2 separate regions of the Mus musculus genome follow, and region 2 is linked to region 1. Evidence: chromatin contacts called from public Hi-C data. All regions are on one chromosome and are shown on one strand. The core of a region is the stretch at or near the end of the contact, and the rest is flanking DNA. Distances in the headings are between cores, read along the strand shown.

Evidence for each region. A called contact is a pair of places that touch in the nucleus more often than the background predicts.
Region 2: a Hi-C map of pancreatic cancer cells shows a contact between it and region 1, with 2.0 times the contacts expected there. The contact joins two enhancer-like sites. A contact is called at or near these places in 10 of 484 Hi-C or Micro-C datasets (the C2C12 cell line, the STO cell line, embryonic fibroblasts and 5 more) and 1 of 9 other capture datasets (adipose tissue).

The regions. Positions count from the first base shown.
Region 1 is chr10:90,073,048-90,076,702 of GRCm38.p6, reverse strand. Anks1b (ankyrin repeat and sterile alpha motif domain containing 1B) reads right to left here. Exons shown (of 27, transcript NM_001359241.1): 7 at 2,611-2,724. Among named protein-coding and RNA genes, the nearest start is that of Anks1b, 200 kb to the right of the region's middle. Within about 2 kb of position 1,807, at least 2 of the 459 cell types and tissues checked have an H3K27ac peak or open chromatin away from gene starts, as enhancers often do. A contact at or near this core is called in pancreatic cancer cells, where this site is marked.
Region 2 is chr10:90,142,940-90,146,594 of GRCm38.p6, reverse strand. The region is part of intron 8 of Anks1b (ankyrin repeat and sterile alpha motif domain containing 1B); the gene reads right to left. Among named protein-coding and RNA genes, the nearest start is that of Anks1b, 270 kb to the right of the region's middle. Within about 2 kb of position 1,999, at least 17 of the 459 cell types and tissues checked have an H3K27ac peak or open chromatin away from gene starts, as enhancers often do. A contact at or near this core is called in pancreatic cancer cells, where this site is marked.

The sequences.
Region 1 (3,655 bases), core at 558-3,057:
TTATTTTTTTTTTACAGTAATTTAACTTTCTTCTTTTGTGGCAGCATGGAACTCGAACTCAGGGCTTCACACATGCAACCACTAACAATCAATCACTTGGACTTATTTTTTTTTAATTGGCATTTTATTTCACTGACAGAATCTAATCATTCATTAACCAGCCTGAAATAATATTGAAAACTTATGTCCTATTTCAACAAACATAAATACCATTAACTTCTTTAAACAAAGAACTATACTATAGGTAATCAGAATTGTGATATATAAGGAAAAAGGAAAAACAGAAGGAAAAGATGATTTTTATCATGTGCCAAAACTTATAGTAAATAAGAATTTTTCTTGACATCTTCAGAAAAAGTACTTTGAACTCAGAATTTACTCTGAAAATTAATTGCGGCAATTACAATAAAATTTTAATTAAGATGACATGAAATGAGCATAGATTTTAGATTTATTTCTAGTTTTTTCTTTTATACTGATCTATGTATCTTGTTTTAATGATTGCATAATATCTTTTTTATTATTGACACTTCCCAGCAACAATGCCAGGAACCTCCAACATGGAAAAGAGGATGCTGGAGCCTGCATGTTTGTAGACAGGAATCACAGTGAATGTACCTTGTGCCATATGCATTCATCAGCCGAAAAATCACTAAGATTTTAATGAAGGAAATCATAAAATCCTCTGGAAAAAGTGCAAAGCTTCCTGACCTCAGTCTGAAAAATGCTTTTTTTTTTTTTTAGATACCAAAAGCCCAGGGTAATAAATCAAAGTTGGTAAATGAACTAAATCATAGGAGAAGCCTTCTGTGGGACAAGGAAACAATCCATAAAATAAAGGCAGCTTATCAAGTGAAAGAAAATGTTTACAAATCATAGATCTGATAAAGGCTCAATATCTGAATATACATGTGTGTGTGTGTGTGTGTGTGTGTGTGTGTGTGTGTGTGTGTATTCAGTAACCAAACAAGATCAAATAACCTAAATTGGCTAAATTGGCAAGTGATATACTTTTATTTTTCAAAGAAAGAAAGAAAGAAAGAAAGAGAGAGAGAGAGAGAGAGAGAGAGAGAGAGAGAGAGAAAGAAAGAAAGAAAGAAAGAAAGAAAGAAAGAAAGAAAGAAAGAAAGGAGGAAGGAAGGAAAGAAAAGAGAGAAAGAGAGAGAGAAAGAAAGAAAGAAAGAAAGAAAGAAAGAAAGAAAGAAAGAAAGAAAGAAAGAAAGAAAGAGGAAGGAAGGAAGAAAGGAAAGGAAGAGGAAGGAAGAAAGAAAGATACATTAAAATGATATGCAGCATCACTGGCCATCAGGGAACTACCAATTAAAACCACAAAGAGGTCTTGTTTTACAGTTATTATCAAAATGATAAAAGAAAGCAAATGTTGGAGAGGCCTGGGGTGAAGAATTTTGTGTATACTGTTGTGGGAACATACAGGCCACTGTAGAAAAGCATGAGAGCTCTTCAGTACAGCAACCTACTTCAGTCTAACACTCTCCCAGCTGAGCTATTTCAGCCCCCAGTAACCGACTTCTAATGTCTACCTCTAGTAAATAAAATCGACATCTTGAATAGAAACATATGTGTCCCATTTTAACTGAATGGGTTAGGATTGCTACGATATGAGGAAAAAATTAAGAGTCCTTTGTTGGATGGATGGATGGGTGGGTGGGTGGGTGGATGGATGGGGAAAATACAAATGGATAATAGACCACTATGAACACTTGTGAGAAGGGTGCCTATCTTTTGAGTAAGCCCTGATGTCACTGGAAGCTGAGCAAGCTGACGCTGAAATAAACAAATACTGGATGATCTCACTAACATGAGCGATATAAGGTTAACTTATAAAGGCAGACAGGGATTGTGGTTAGCAGAGTCTACAGTAGGAAGGAAATGATGGAGAGAGTGATTAATGGGTTCACAGTTTCAGTCAGGAGAGAATGGATTAACTCAGGAAATTTCCCATGACATTTGATACTGTTTTCACCAACAAAAAGTGGGGATTGTGCAAAGTGACACATTTGTTAATTAGTTTAGATGTAATAATCAACTCACTGTGTGTGTGCCAAGACCTCACATTATATGCTGCAAATATAAAAGTATTTGCCAAATACACCTCATAAAGCTAGAGAAAATACATTTCTACTCCATATAAACTTCATTACTGGGATTGCTAACTACCTTGCTTGTTGCCCTATGTCAGTAACACATGCAATCAGCGACACATGCAATCCCTAGGTCAGTGACACATGTAATCCCTATGTCAGTGCCATGAACAATCCCTATGTCAGTGATGCATGTAATTCCTGTGTCAGTGACACCTGTAATCCCTAGGTCAGTGACACATGTAATCCCTAGGTCAGTGACACATGTAATTCTATGTCAGTGCCATGAACAATCCATATGTCATTACCATGATAATTCCAAACAATCAGCAGAAACTCTATAAATGCTGACTACGGAAATATATAAAATATGAAGTATAAACCACACACACATACACAAAAAAAACCTTGATTGGACATTTCTATTGGTGCCAACCCTTCCTATGCACTTTGACAAATTTGACCAGACATGACTGGCACTGTTTCAGGGGTTTAACCAACTACGCACTTTTAGTCTTTTGAGGAGACTCGGCAGGAGACGAAAGGTGTGTCTCTTGTGCTGTATCTTCCTGAGCATGCTCTTCCAGGACTGCTGCTGACCTTCCTGCGCCTTCCAAGTAATCTGTGGGTAGAATTAAATCTGTGAATATGCCATTGCATTCATGGGTGCTCAAAATCAAGAGCTACCACAAATAAATCCCAAGTTTTTAAAGAAATAAAATAATCAGAAACTGAAAGAAGTCCAAAAAATTCATAAGCTGTGAGCTTAATAAAACATTTAAGTAGAAACAGTGTTTCCTTAGAGATAAACATGTCTGTCGAAGACATAAGCATCCCCTTAATCTTGTTAAATATTTTCTGTTTGACAATTTAAAGTTCCCCCAAAAGATGCTCCGAATAGATGTGATCTGTAAAACTGAGATGCTCGATTCCAATGGGTGTGATCAACCACCTGGGCAACAGGAGTGAATGAAACGGACAGTGGTGGTGCAAGCTTAAAAGATAAGCACAACACTCACACTAAACTTCATTTATATACAGAAAAAGTCATTCCTGTCACTCTTGAAGGAATATCCTGCATGCAACCTATCTTTCACTTTTTTCTTGTTTGTTTGTTTTTTTTTTTTTGTTTTTGATAGAACCATAATAAATAACAGCATGATTCTAAATGCTTGACATAAGTAAAGCTTCTTAATCCTTACAAAGCTGGCTTGTTCACTATTATTATCTCAGTTTGTTTGGGTCTGTGTGTTTGTTGGAGGGGGTGCTGTTAGTTAGATTTGAGATTTGAGACAGGACCTCATCATGTAGCCCAGGCTGACCTTGAACTTGTGAACTTCCTGGCTTAGCATCCTGAGTTCTGAGCTCACAGGCATGCACCACCATTCCCAGCTCTGTCTCAATTTTAGAGATGACAACTCACAAGAGGAGTGTGACAAACTTGTCCCACTACTAAGTGGTGGAACCAGATAGAGAGGGGACATCAAAACATGCCGCTGTTGCCTTAATCAAAGGGGAAACGACACTGAATGCAGTGATAAGTGTCAATGAAC
Region 2 (3,655 bases), core at 750-3,249, 70 kb before region 1:
CCCTGCAGATATCCTACTATACCTTCCTCTGATGGATTAAGAATTTTACTCTTGTACTGTGCTCTCTGACCCTCACCGAGCTTGATGCTGTGTTGTGTATCTTAAAGCCTGGGATTCATTTTACTTTTCTTATCTGAGTTGAAACTGTCCCAGCCCCATTAGTTCAGGATTGCTTGGTTCCCAGTGAAGAGCCCTGAAATTTTTAAATTTCTATTTTTTTATTTGTATTTATGTATGATGTGTTTTGTGCTTGTTTAATATGTGTGGTTGTGGTGTGTCCACTGACACATACATGCTCTTGCGTCTGTCCTTGCCTTTTCCTTGTTCTTTGCTGCTCACCATTGCCTCCTAGCTTCCAGGGAGTCTTTTGTCTCTGCCTCCCATCTCGCCACAGGAGCACTGAGATTACACATGGGTGACACTTTGCTCAGCTTCAGCAGGTTCTCAGGACTCAAATTCTGGTCCTCAGGCTTGCAGAGTGAATGCTTTAACCCCTGAGAATCTTCTGACTCCCTGTAAGGCTTGTTTGCATGTTTGTTTTTAAACCGACTAACCAGCACTTGTCTTATGAGAAAGAGGACTGGAGTGAGGATCCCGAGTTATGGTGGTGAACTAAGCTAGTCCTTCGGAAATATACTTACTTGTGATGCATAATGATTTGTTATTGATGCCTGGCTGTTTTTTTACTATCTAAACATCTTTGTTAATGTGTTTATGAATGCTACCGATCCAGAGTTCTTATAGGGTAGGGGGACTTTATGTAATGGCACAGCAATAAAAGCATCATAAATTACATTGGAAAAAGCCCTCAATTTTTATTTTCTAAAAGATTTTTTTAACCACTGAAATAACTAAGCCTGAAATTTTATCCATTTTTAAACTTGGATAAAAGATAAGACTGTGTACTATAATTGGAAAGAAAATAGATTCTAGTTATAAATCAATATTTTAAAGTTAATATACATACATATGTTTCCAGATTCTATCTTTATTAAGTTGTTTTCATAATCTGTAAAAGAAAGGGGAATGGGGGAATGATGTAACTGCATTTTAATTTAAACAATAAATCATTAATCAAAAATATTAGTTTATCCTTTACTCTAGAAGTAGCTTAGACTCATCACTAAGATTTAAGTTTCCTGAATAGATCAGCAATATCTCACCAATGGGCTAGTGGTAATCATAATTCATGATACTTCTGAACTCTTGGAAATTTTATAATAACATTCTCCTAGTATTGCTTTTTCCAATGAATTTTTTTTCCTGTCTTCATGAACATACATTGTTCTATGTCTGTGGAGGTTAATATTCTGTTACAATTAAAAGACAATTTTAGGCAAAATATCTCTCTCTCTGTCTCTCTCTCTCTGTGTGTCTCTCTGTCTCTGTCTCTCTGTCTCTCTGTCTCTCTCTCTCTCTCTCTCTCTCTCTCTCTCTCTCTCTCTCGCTTCCTCTTTCCCTTCCTCTCCCCCTCCCTCCCTCTCTCCCTCCTGTATGTTCTTCTGTCTGGAAACTGTAGCTGCCCCAAACCTTACTCTTTGTATGTACAACTTAGTGGAATTATATAACTCCATCTCTGTTTTCCTCCCTGTAACATTCTTATAGGATATTATATCTATGCAGAAAACAGGAGTGTCTGGTGAGTCTGTCAACTTTCCTTTGATAATGAAGGTTTTCTTCTTTTCAGTGTTCTGGTAGTTTACATGAGGAGTTTTTCTATGCCATTATCAATGTATGTAGGTCTGACATGAATCATTTTTAGATAAGACACATATTATTTATAACTATATCTCTAGTGTACAGCTCTCTTCATTGCCTACTTCCTGCTGGCTGGGTCATACCATTTTTCTATTTTGAACAAATGCTTTAATTATGTTAATATTCATTTTCTTCTTATTGAAAGTCCACATTTATCACTTGGAGTTAGTCATTTCCTGTCTTACTCATGCTCTTGCCAATTTCTCAATTTCTAAAAAATTAGTCACCTCTCACATAGTATTTTTTTTCAGTGATTTTTATACCAATGAAGGCACATGCTAAAAAATCCTAAGCTTGGGAGCCAGCAGGTCTCTGACTCCTTTGCGTGCTCTTGGGACTCTCTTCCTCCTGTTGGGTTGTTGTGTTCAGCTAATATGAGGGTTTTTACCTTGTCTAATTGTATCATGTATTGTCTTGTTTGGCTGTTGTCTCTTGGAGAGCTCCTCTTTTCTGAAGGAAAATGGAAGAGGAGTGGAGTTGGGAGAGATGGAAGGTGGGGGAAACTGAGAGGAATGGAGGGAGGGGAAACTGTGGTCAGGATGTATTATGTGAGAGAAGAATTTATTTGCAACAAAAACAGGAAGAAAAAAAAAGAAACAGTAAATGAAAACTTCCTCCTGTACAAATATCAGTAGCAAAAAAAAAAAAAAAAGTGTCAAATTAACCCGAACTTGCTATGAACATAATTTCACTACCACTTAGAAGGAATATATTTAAAATTATATTATTTATACCTACTACCTCAAAAAAATCACTTCAATTTCTTAAATAGTCATTGATCAAAAACAGATGAGAACAAATAGCTATGCTACAAAAGCATACTTGTATCTCATTCTGTAGGAAGGAATCTAAACACACATTGCTCAACTTATTTGTTTGGTGTTGACTCTTGATCTACACAATGTAAACCCACAGATAATAGGAGACTCAAGTGTGGTATTGCTTGTGAATGACTGCCTGCTACCAAGAGAGGAGTAGATAAAAAGAAAGGCACCCTGAGTTTCAGAAACATGACCAGGACAGGAGTGACAATAAAGAATCTCTGAAAAAAATCTGCTGCTTAAAGACAATATGTAAGACAAATTTTAGGACATGCACCCACTTTCTTCCCAGATTTCTAGCTCTCTGAATAAAGCAGTTTAAAGATTCAGTTCCTGGTTTTGCCTGTGTGTCTGTCCCGTGTCATGAACTCAAGTACAAAACTACTGCTTACAAATTGAGAAAAGTAAAGAAACAAAACTATCTCAGGACACCTGAACTTGGTATATAAAAGGACATAGCTAGACAGTAAAACCAGACACAATTTGTAAGTAGTTAGAGATGCAATAGGTGCTAGAAGAATGAACAGATATTTCCAATGAGGGAGAAAGAAGGAAAGAAGACAACGCTCTTGCATTTGAGCACCAATCCTTCAGAGTATGAGAATTCTATGCAGAGAAGAAAAAATGTGAATGGAGCTGAACAGGCACAAAAGCACAGCAGTATGAAGATAATGGCTGTCTGACAAACTCTTCCATAAAGGAAAGCAGGATGGAGAAAGCCAGAGAGACTCTATCAGGGCTCTGCTATAAGAAGAAGATGATTTAGAAGATGTTCAACACAAGTCAAGACACAATTTCTACCTCTAGTTGTACTCTGATAAGAAACCAGAAAGCACAAGAGTTGAGTACAAAGCATTCATGAGAAATCTCCCTGAATTCCCTATGTAAGGGTGGTCCAGACAACAGGTCTACCCTTTTGAACTATGCTACATGGTACATGAAGTATATCTCATCTATATGAGTATAGGAATAATACTATCTATTAATGGTATAGTCTAGGAAATTAGTATATACATATTCTTTATGAGACAACTCTTATTTCTCCTTCTTTTATGCTTCCATTTAGACAACTGTAA